Linked DNA regions of Danio rerio: region 2 is linked to region 1. A link is a contact called in public Micro-C data. All regions are on one chromosome and are shown on one strand. The core of a region is the stretch at or near the end of the contact, and the rest is flanking DNA. Distances in the headings are between cores, read along the strand shown.

Region 1 (5,580 bases), core at 1,145-3,644:
GTAATTTGAACAAGTAGCAGGTTTTTATTTCATCTTTAAAGACATAAAGTTTTAGATCTTGTTTAAGGTCTAGTTTATGCATTTGTAAGCCACCATAGATTCACTGAATTTGTATTTGTGCAGCCTGAAGTCTACAATAAAGCTTGTATGTTTGTAGTCTGCAGTGAAGCCAGATTTTGTCTCTACAGTCCATCTGCATTGAGTGCAGGATTAACCTCTCGCACAAAAGAAATGAGAAGAGCCACTTCCCTCTTTCTCTGCATTGTCACAGCTTTATCTGGAAGCCGCTCAGCACAGCTCAACTTGCGAAGGCCACTTCCTGCTAGCTGTGCAAATGACGTAACATTTATCAATTTCTGTAAGAAGTGCTTGTATTGCAGAGTAAATCCGGAGAACCCCTGGACTTGCTTTGAAGTTGCATTATGACAGTTTTCAGTAACAATAGAATATTTTTTGATAACCACAGTGCATATACAGAAAATTAAGTCACTAATATTTAAAAAGTAAAACAATATATACTACCATTCAAATATAATACTCAAATAGACCTTCAAAATAAAGTGTTACCAAAGTTTGGGCATCCCTAGTTTAGATAGATTAGTTAATATTAAAAAGTTATAAAAAAGTTTTACCTAAAAAAAATGAGTCCAATTTTTCTCTTTCTTTTTCCTTTTTTTTTTTTTTTTTTTTTGAAATTTGTGGTAGGATATAATTTTTTCTACTGAATCAAGACAATTTCTTTTGTGTTCATCAGAAGAAATAAACATTTCTGGTTGAGTTATCCTTTAAATTGTAATAATATAGCACAATACCACTCTTTTACTGTTTTTCGGATCAAATAAATATACTGTTTATGAACAAAAGGGACTTCATTCATCTACACAGCAAATAAAATCTGACTATATACAGTGTTGTGGAAAGTTACTTTTGAAAGTAATACATTAAAATGTTGAGTTACTACACAAATAATTAACTTCTAGCATTACTTATACTTTTCATGAAAAGTAATGCTTGCATTACTTTTAAATTACTTTTTTATACCTGCCTGAGGCCTAATCTCTTTCTGAACTTGCAGGGTATTTTTATTTATTTATTTTAAATAGAGGAGCTCTGCATTTAACAACACACTGTATAAGTTTACACCTTTACTTACCTTTAATATAAAGCTAAATAGAATAATATTTACTTCTGAGAGCTTCCTGCCACATATACAGATTAATGTAATTGGATGAAAGCTAAATCAATAAATGTGTTTGCTACTTACAGTTGAAGTCAGAATTATTAGCCCCCTTGCATTATTAGCCCCCGTTAATTTTTTCCCCCAATTTCTGTTTAATGGAGAGGAGATATTTTCAACACATTTCTAAACATAGTTGTTTTAATAACTCATTTCTAATAACTGATATCTTTTATTTTTGCCATGATGACAGTAATTAATATTTGACTAGATATTTTTCAAGAAACTTTTATACAGCTTAAAGCGACATTTAATGGCTTAACTGGGTTAATTAGGTTAACTAGGCAGGTTAGGGTAATTAGGCAAGTTATTGTATAATGATGGTTTGTTCTGTAGACTGTCGAAAAAATAAATAACTTAAAGGGGCTGATAGTTTTGACATTAAAATGGTTTCAAAAAATTTTTAAAACTTCTTTTATTCTAGCCAAAATAAAACAAATAAGACTTTCTCCAGTAGAAAAACATCATTTGAGAAATATTTAAAAAGTATTTTTATGTAAGTATTTTTGTCATATTAGTTCAGTAAAATCACTGTCCATTTAGACTATTCCCATTACACTAATTAAAAATCAGCAAAGTACACATTTCAATTTAAATATTAAACATGAATGCAAAATAGCCTCAAATCAAAACCTTACAGAAATTGCTCTTAGGTCTAAATACAGAAAAACATTGAAGTGCATAATTACTTTGATAGTTTGTTTATTCTCCAGTGACATTTTAAAAAAGTGCCTACGTAGCTCAGACAAAGAGAAAGCAGCTCTGTAATTTGACTGTCTCTTCAGCTCTAATCCTTTCTTCTGCTTGTTATTGCCATTCTGTGGAAAGTGAGAACCGGTCCGTATAGACACACTTGAACCTGACACTAAATCTTTACCTAAAGATATTTTTATGATGTTTTCATCTCCTGCCATCAAAGTCAGTTCGATTGCAAGACTGAACACATAGTCATTCTTACTTCCTGTATCAGTGTCTGCATTTATTTACACATGCACTAGACAGACGCATACTCACGCCAGAAGAACAGACAGTACACATACACGGCAATTATTATTACTAGCCTGTTCGCCTAATTTGTCTCTTGAGTGCAAAACCGAGCCGCATAGCCAGACGGTTCGCTGGAGTCTGCCAGACTCAGACAGTGCTGCTGAAGGTTTGTTAAGCCTCTGTGATGACTGCCTGATCGGGCTGAAAGCGTTGCGGATCATGCAGTCTCCCAGACACCCGTACACACAGACGCCTGGACCCCCGCCAGAGAAATCGTGGAGGTTAAGACAGACAGCCTGCTGCCAAACATTGTAAAAATACTTTTCAACACATTCATTTCAGCAGGAACTCACCTATAGTGAAGGACGGTAGGGCACAGTTAAGTTTTGGGAATAGGGTCAGTGTGGTTATTGGTTTGGTTTAGTTTAGTTTAGTTTAGTTTAGTTTAGTTTAGTTTAGTAAAAAAAAATATTAATTGGATTTGCCATTTTTTAGGGGTGGTTGCAAATTTATATGGGCTGAAATTAATCAAACAAATTAATTTGTTTAAATTCAGCCTATTTAAATTGTTTGCAACCACTTACCTTAAAAAATGTTTAGTAAATGCAGTGAATTGTTTTTTTTCTTTAGTGTAGGACAATACACAAGAATACATTTAATCCAGAACAGTCAAGATCCATGGTGTCAGGTTTTAGCATAAATGCTTATTTCGACCTTTAGTTTTTATGTGTGTGTAACTTGATTAAATAGAACAGTCAATAATATTACACAAACTACACTGTAAAAAATGCAGGATTCCACACAATTCATTAATTTTGTCCCAACATAAATTAAGGTAACATTACACCTTTAACAAATTTATGTGGATCGAACATAAAAAATTAAGTTGTTCTAATAAAAACTCAAGAGTTGTGTTGTTTTAGCTCATTTTAAATAAGTAGTTTGAATGACAAAAAAAAAAACAATTTTAAGGGGAAATATACAGTTGAAGTCGATATTATTAGCCATCCTGTAATTTTCTTTAGTTTTTTCAATTAATTTTAAATGGCTTTTTATTGGAGAGAAGGTTTTTTCAACATATTTAAGCATTATAATTTTAATAACTAAATATGTCTTTTGTCTTTGCCAGGATTTAGGCATGGGACCATAACCGTGTTCAAGGTATGCTGGGTTTGGAAAAATCAAGGTTTTGAAACCGCTAAAATTTTCTGCTATACTGTTCCTAAGGTATAAGTAAGATATTTTTTATTTAATTTTTTTGTTTTGTTTTTCAGGACAACAGTATCTGCAGCACAATTTTTTAATGTTAATATTAATTTTTAATGTTCATTTGAATTATTTAGCCTGACATGTTTGCTGTTCCAAATATTTTAAATGTTTCCCAAAAAAAAAAAAAAAGAATTATATATATATATATATATATATATATATATATATATATATATATATATATATATATATATATATATATATATATATATATATATATATATATATATATATATATATATATATATATATATATATAAAGGGGAACATTTTAAAAGAATATATTTTAGAGCAGTATTCTCAATATCGTGATACCGTGAAAACATAATATTTATATCCAAGGTTATCATACCATCAGAATCTTATGCCGGCCCATGCCTACCAGGATTACAGTACATAATATTTTAATAGTATTTCACTTAAAGTGCAATTTAAAGGCAGAAAACCCCTGTGAACAAAACCAAGACCCCCTCTTCTCTCCCCCACCTCACCGCACGACAACCCCAAACTGAGTGTGACTCACACAGATGAGTATGCTTGACAAATCACCTGTAGAAAACATACTCTTTCATCTCTCTGACACTTTAACAAACACTTTAACCAACACTTGCACCAATTTTTGCACATTTGCACCAGACATTTTCTTACAATCATTCTTACAATCAGCAAAAATTCAAGAATGAAAGGTGAGATACATAAATACAGTTACAAAAAAAGATTTCAAATTAAAATGCAAATTTAAACCTCTCAGAAACAAAATATTCAACGTGTAAATGTAAAACGCTTCCCTCTGCAATAAAAGTCTATCAATATCCCCATCCCTTCTCGGAACCTTAACTTGTTCCCTGCCAATATATTGTGATGTCGAAAGGTTATGTTTGAATGCATTAAAATGAACAGAAATAAGATTTCGTTGATCATTTAATCGTATATTACCTCTGTGTTCAGCAATTCGTGTTCTTAAACACCGTCTTGTTTTACCGATAAAAGCTAAACCACAAAGACATTTAGTCATATAGATGTATTGCAAGAAATCACACCTTCAATTGCTCACTTGAATGGGGAAAAAAACATTTAGTTGTGAAGTTACACTGTGCACATTGACCACCACATCTATAAAGCACATCATTGACTAAACTAAAGTCTTCTCTTTACAACAAAGAATTTAGAATGTTGGTCTTAAAGAAACGTTTAGTAACATAAATATTTTGCAGAGGGTTAAGGGGGATAATAGTATGCCCTAAAAATATTTTTACGTTAAAAAAAAGGATTCCATGCAGCCAAACTAAAAGAAATAAGACTTTTATCCTTGCTCCATTAAACATCACTTTATTATTCTTGAAAAATACAGTAATAAAAATAATTTTGTAAAATAATATGGTGCTCCATCAGTCAACTAACATTATTCTAAAATCAATCCAAGAAAGCAACCGACTCACTCACAATACTCTTACTCTCTTCACATGAAGTGTTGTCAGAAAAAAACTGGAAACTGCATTGTGGAACGGCCTGTTTGTACTTGCTATAGACAGTCTGAAAACACTGTAAACATCTCTCCGTCCAATAAGCTTAGGGGAATAGCACGTCACAAGATGTGTTTGTTCGCATGTCTGTGTGTTTGTTTGCTATTATCGGACTGTTTTTTGTTTTATAAAGTACTGACTCTCGCACTTCCAGGTAGCTTATAGAGGCGATTCAGAGCACTTCAGCAGCAGGAAGTGAAAGTTAAGCCCGGCTCTTGTTTGTCTGGCCTAAGCAAGCACTGTTAAAATGACCTGCTCACTCAGACACATTCAATAAGATGACCTCTGATGACCTGAAGTGATCAGGTGACCTTTGACCTCAGTGCTTTAAGAAGACAAGAAAGAGGAAAATAGGTTTGCTAACAGCTTAAAGGGCGTGCTTCCTCTTATATTCATATATGTATGCATACACAGCATACATCCCTGTGTCAGCGAATATAGACAATATATTTTGGTGCATTTAAACAAAACGGTTTTATTAAACAGTTAAATTCATTAAAGTGTGGTTGCCTAACATCTTTAGGAATATGAAGATAATATATTTAAATGCAAATGATGAAATGC
Region 2 (6,050 bases), core at 1,708-4,207, 53 kb before region 1:
CAATGTGTCCTTCCTAGCAGAGATGGCAGATCTCTTGGGATTGCACTCCTTTTGTAACAGCTTATATCACTTCCCTGAAGCTCCACATGGCAGGGATTATGTAGCAGCTTTTATGGTGTGCTATTCACCTTTTTTCCAACACCACATGATGCTCTGCTTGAATTATGAGAGTAACTTCGGTTCAACTGCAAGCAATCAGTGAAGTATATTAAATCACTGGGAGCAATGAAGTGGCATTTTTATCCTCACAGTCAATACATCCTACATTAGGAATAACTTAAAAAGATTTTCACACAGAATTGAAATTTTGTCATCATTTATAGACTTTGCTGCAATTGTATAATTATTTATTGCAAAAAGGCCCTGTAAAATTCCACATACAATTTGTACAGTTTTCTATAGTAATATGCATTGCATTGTGGGTCATATAAACAGTTTTAAAAGTAACTTACTGCATATTAGTGGTATTCTACTGTAATCAAAGAAGTCAAGAACTAGGACTGTAGTTGAAGACAAAACTCAGATCGTTATGCTGTGTTCACACCAGACGTGGAACGCACTGATAAATTTCGCTATTCATACTTAAATAGCTGCGTGAACATTTGAGTTTGCTCGCTTCATTCGCGCATCAAACCCCGCTTCCTTCGCGTGTCAAATCCGCTTCATTCGCGCGTTAAAGAACAGACTTCAGAACAGATTCGGATTCGCGTGATGGGCAGGGCTTCTGTCTGCCTGGTGACTCTAGCTGCATTGCTAAATGGCTAACATGGATTTTGTTAAGAAAATAACTGTGTTTAAGTGCTTAAGGCTGAAAAACAGCGTTGATTCGTGTAAGGCCGTGTCTGAGTCCACTAGATCTTTTTAGAGGTGCATCCAGCTCTGTGAGCTCATAAACTCCTCCAGAAACTTAACCTGAATAATAGAGCCATTCAGCGGTGCTTCTGACTGAGCTGAGCCCAGTCAAATGCACAAAACGGTCGATTCGTGATGTGCGGTGCGCCATTCGCGTATATCGCGTCATTCGCGTGGTGCCATTCGCGTCGCGCCCCAGGGTGTCTATTCGCACATTTGCATTGATTTAACATGTAAATTACTCTCACTTGACGCTTTTTCCGCGTCTGGTGTGAACACAGCATTAAAGGTGCAGTATATAAGTTTGACACCCAGTGGTTGAACTAGGTATTGAACGCATGGTTCAAAACAGACGCAAGTGCAGGTTGCTAGATTGACAACACCAACAGGAGTGTGCCTGAGTATCCAGCCTAAAGGCTGATTTAAACCGTGTTCTAAATAAGAGCAATGGCACCTGCTAGAAGGAGTATTTTCCTTAGTTTTTGTACTAACCAACACCTGAAAATTATATTTTAAAAACAACTTCTATTTCTTGGAGCTGGACTACTGGATAAACTGACAATGCTCACCTCAAGTACACCTCATGTGCATTAATCAGTGTTATATGCTAATAATGTGAGTTTGAATACCATTTAACATGACGTGACGTTGCCATACTGAAAGCAGCAGCAGACCTCTGAGCTTGAAAATAAAATAAACCGTTTGAAATTAAACTTTAGAACTGTGACTCGGTGCAAGCCAACACATATCAGTGATTCAGCATGTACATTTAATAATGTTAAAGAGGTTTAATATGTATTAACTGGATTGTAAATCTTACCATTTTGTTGGAGTGCAGTAAGTCCACTATTCTCTGAATGGTCATGTTTTGTCTGGTCTAAAATTGCTTATCACTGCAAATCTCATCGCATAGCATGTTGTTAGGACATAGAGTTACAATGTAACCTGCTCACCTAATGTTTGCATTCATAATATTTATTTTATTTGTTAATTAATAACTACTTCATGTGGAATAATGCACATTTTCAAAGCAGAGTAACTGACTTTAGCGTTGTTTTTCAGATAAACAAATATGTTTACTTACCATGTTTCTTAAATATCTGCAAACATATTATGGCATTTTTATGGTTTAGAAGAGTCAAAAATGTACATACAGCACCTTTATTTAAAAAAAAAGTTTGGAATCTGTTAAATTCAATAGTAAATACTAAAAAGTTAGGTTTTTCTACTGCTAGTGTAAAATGTAAAAAATTACAATAAAAGTACTCGTCATGCTGTAAAATGTAATTTAATTTATTTATATATATATAGTTGCAGTTAGGCTATTTTACTGTAAAATGAAATTGTGGTATAGGGCTGTGCTACTGTAAAACACATTTACAGGTAACAGTGCTGCCAGTAAGTTACTGCAAAAACACAATAAAATGTCTAACAGTGCATAGAGGTTTGGAACAACAAGAGTGAGTGAATAGTAAGTAAATCCAAATTTTTGTGTGAACTAGCCCTTTAATAGAATTAGCAAATGGCATAATAACCCCCAGTCTTTTCTGAAGCAATATTGTGGATATGTTGAATATTAATGCACTGTAGAGAATACCATAATCTGAAAACAGCCTGTCTAATACACTTTAGCCACAGATGCACTTGAGATACAGATTCACATTAAAATACAGAGCATAACATTAGTTTTCTGATTGATGCCAACCGCACTTTACCACTCAGTTTTTCACTGTAGACTATTTATAGCACAGCCTTATTATTGAAAGTGATTTGCTGCATTTCTTTTAAATGATGTTTCTTAAACCAGATGCGCAACCCATGATCTGAATATTATTACTTGTATAAAAGAGTGCTAGAGATTCAAGCACCTAAAACAAGGCCTAATAGTGTGATTTGAGAGCGTGTGGTTATTTTCACCATCTCCTCGGTGTTCAAAAATCCCTATTCAGTTGGACTGTTGGCCACATTCCTGCCGCTCTTTACTGGCTTTCGTTTTTTTTTTTTTTTTGGTGAGAGAGAGGAATGTCACGTGAGAGAATGTGAGTAACGGTTGCTGATGCGCAGCCTCCTCCTCCTGCGCTCACACACTCCCCAGCATATAGATCAGCTCCCACTCTCACCTACATGTGCGGAGGGTGTGTGTGCGTGTGTATGTGTGTGTGTGGCCCACTCTAGCGCATGCATCGCAGCTGGGGGCTTAGTGCATTGCGCATAGGATTCTTGCACACGAAAGCCTCCATTCCTCCTCTGCCTCCTCCTCCTGTATGTTTTATTTAATGCCGTAGTCGTAGGTTATGTATATTTTAGTGCACGTTTGCAGAACTCTGAACTCTTGCGTTACTCTATTAACAGTAATATAATTCTATGTTCTAGTATGTCTTTGCTTTAAGGAGCATTTGATCCATCACTGTGTTCTGCAAGCCATTCAGGGTCTTTTATCTTTTTTTTTTTTTTGCAATTGTGATGGTTGTTCAAATTTTTTTAGGAAGATGACTCTTTGCAAATACAGATGAGGATCTTTTGTTTTGACATGTTTCCACCATAGAAATGCCAAGGCATTGAAATACCAACAAACATTGATGCATTTAGTGCATTTTATAAAAAAACTAAATATGTAATCATCATCAGCCAAAATAATAATAATAATAATAATAATAATAATAATAATAATAATAATCCTATAATATTACAGTGAATCAACAATTCATCAAAAAAAACTTTTTTAACAGGACTTATTTTGTGCTTATTTGGTGGCGACCCCTAGTTAATAAAGGAACTGTAAGCCGAAAAGGAAAATGAATGAATGAATATAATATAGTGTGCTATAATAGTGGCATGGTGATGCAGTGGGTAGCGAAGTCACCTCACAACAAAAAGGTCGCTGGTCGGCTGAGTCAGTTGGCATTTCTGTGTGGAGTTTGCATGTTCTCCCTGTGGTTATGTGGGTTTTCTCCGGGTGCTCCGGTTTCCCCCACAGTCCAAAGACATGCGCTGTAGGTGAATTGGATAAGCTGAATTGGCCGTAGTGTGTATGTGCGAATGCAAGTGTGTATGGGTGTTTTGAAAGGGCATCCCCTGCGTAAATAATTGAAATAAATAATTTAAATAAATGATTGACTTCTGTTGTCTTCATTAGTTTCAAAAACACAAATTTGTTTACAATTTAAAACATCTTTTTGGATCTTTTTTTCTGGAGATACTGTTGTCCTAAAAAACAACAACAAAAAAAGTAAATAAAAAATCTTACACATTTTAGGAATGGTATAACGGAAAATTTTGACGGTTTTAAAACCTTGACTTTTCCAAACCACGGTATAACTTGAAAATTGTTATCGCCCCATGCCTAAGCGCATGTCTTTGGGTCGCCCAAACCAGCGACAGTCTTGCTGTGAGGTGTCAGTGCTAACCACTGAGCCACCATGCCTCCCCATACAGTGGGTATTACCATATGCTATTTATATTACTTTTTATTATTAATTAATTCTGTTTAATTTTTATATTATTAATCATTTTATGAAAATATTGTTGTGAGTGATAATAATAATAGTAATAATAATAATAATAATAATAATAATAATAATAATAATAATAATAATAATAATAATACATATTATTAATAGACATTTAACCATTAAATTAACATTATTCGATTAACATTAAACATGAGAAAGTCCCATTTTAATCGTTCTACTTAATAATTGAATGTGTAATAATTGAATGCCTCCATGCTACCAAATGCTTTTTTCACATTTGCACAGATCCCATAGCTGGATTTTTATGTGTAAAAATAATGTTGTAGTTATCTATAACATTTGTAAAAGGACCAACAATATTTAGTTTTAAACATTTGTAATTTATAATATTATTGCACATTGTCTGATATCATTATTATTATATGCTACATATTATATCTTTCAATATATATATATATATATATATATATATATATATATATATATATATATATATATATATATATATATATATATATAAATAATAACAAAGCCCCTAGAGTTATTTTAGATTATTAGAGTACACTGTTATGTGCACTTACTTTACTACTTGATTGAAATTCTTTCTGTGAAGCAATCATGCTACTCACTGCACAACCGCGACACACTTTACTGAAATTTACTAGTCATTTATTTCTGTTATGTTTCACTGAAAGCGGTGTGTTATAGTATTCTGATGAAGCATTAAAGCAAGTATTTTTTCAAACATACTCATTGCATGCTTCAGCTCTGTTTGCATTGCTTAACTCATTTGCATGGAGGTTTTCTTCCAGGTCTGAACAGCACTGATAGTTACACATGTTTTGAATGGCTGTAAGTTCCAATGAACAACTGAAGCACGGCAGGAATGCTGTTGCTCTTACTGGAATTTGAATGATTCTTCTTGGGAAAATTAAAGCTCAGCCAATTTTTTTTTTTCAGTCAAAATTTGCACACATATATGATATGATTTGTTCAGGAAGTGCTTTTTCCTCCCTGTTCAAAGTTTTGATTACATCAGGGACATAACAAACTGTGTTCATCCTTCCGTTCTCTGCATGTTCTGGCTGATCTGATAGCAGCAGAATCAGCATTCTGAGTGTCTTGTGTTGAAGAACTGGCCGTAAGCAACTGTTTGTCCATCTGTCTGAACCTGTATGTTTGTAAACCACAAACGAAGTCAAAGTTCAGAGTACTCATGTTGTTATCTTTTATCTTTCCCAGAAAGCAGCTGTAGATTGCATACAGTAAGTCAGATTTTTCCAAATATAGCTGTTTGTTATTGTTTTAGTCTGTCCTTCAGAACAAAAGATCACTTGGGTTTCAGTTTTAATAATAACCCTTTATAGGGCACTTATTGCAAATTGAAATACTCATTGTAAAAGTGTTACTGGGTGAACTTTTATCATTGAAACAATTATATTTTAAACCAAGTCAATTAAGTTGCTATATATGGTTCTTAATAATATATATTTTTATTAATAATATATTAATATACAGTATATAGAATAATTTAAGATGAAAGCATAAAATTAGGGTGCTTTATTTAAAATAAAACCTGACAATTTTATGCATGAAAGGTTTGTGAATAGTTTTCAATCTCATTTCTGTGCTTTGGTGCAAAGTTATTCATGGTATCATTACAATAATTGGAAAATCTATATCAATGATTAGAGTAGGGCTGCACGATATTGGAAAAATTTGACA

Evidence for each region. Hi-C and Micro-C count contacts between places; a contact is called where the count stands out from the background.
Region 2: a Micro-C map of caudal fin shows a contact between it and region 1, with 4 times the contacts expected there. The contact joins two enhancer-like sites. A contact is called at or near these places in 3 of 18 Hi-C or Micro-C datasets (caudal fin, embryo and hematopoietic stem cells).

The regions. Positions count from the first base shown.
Region 1 is chr2:39,947,590-39,953,169 of GRCz12tu, reverse strand. No RefSeq gene overlaps it. Among named protein-coding and RNA genes, the nearest start is that of gadd45bb, 31 kb to the right of the region's middle. Within about 2 kb of position 2,394, at least 12 of the 62 cell types and tissues checked have an H3K27ac peak or open chromatin away from gene starts, as enhancers often do. A contact at or near this core is called in caudal fin, where this site is marked.
Region 2 is chr2:40,000,403-40,006,452 of GRCz12tu, reverse strand. The region is part of intron 2 of gng7 (guanine nucleotide binding protein (G protein), gamma 7); the gene reads left to right. Among named protein-coding and RNA genes, the nearest start is that of gng7, 20 kb to the left of the region's middle. Within about 2 kb of position 2,957, at least 19 of the 62 cell types and tissues checked have an H3K27ac peak or open chromatin away from gene starts, as enhancers often do. A contact at or near this core is called in caudal fin, where this site is marked.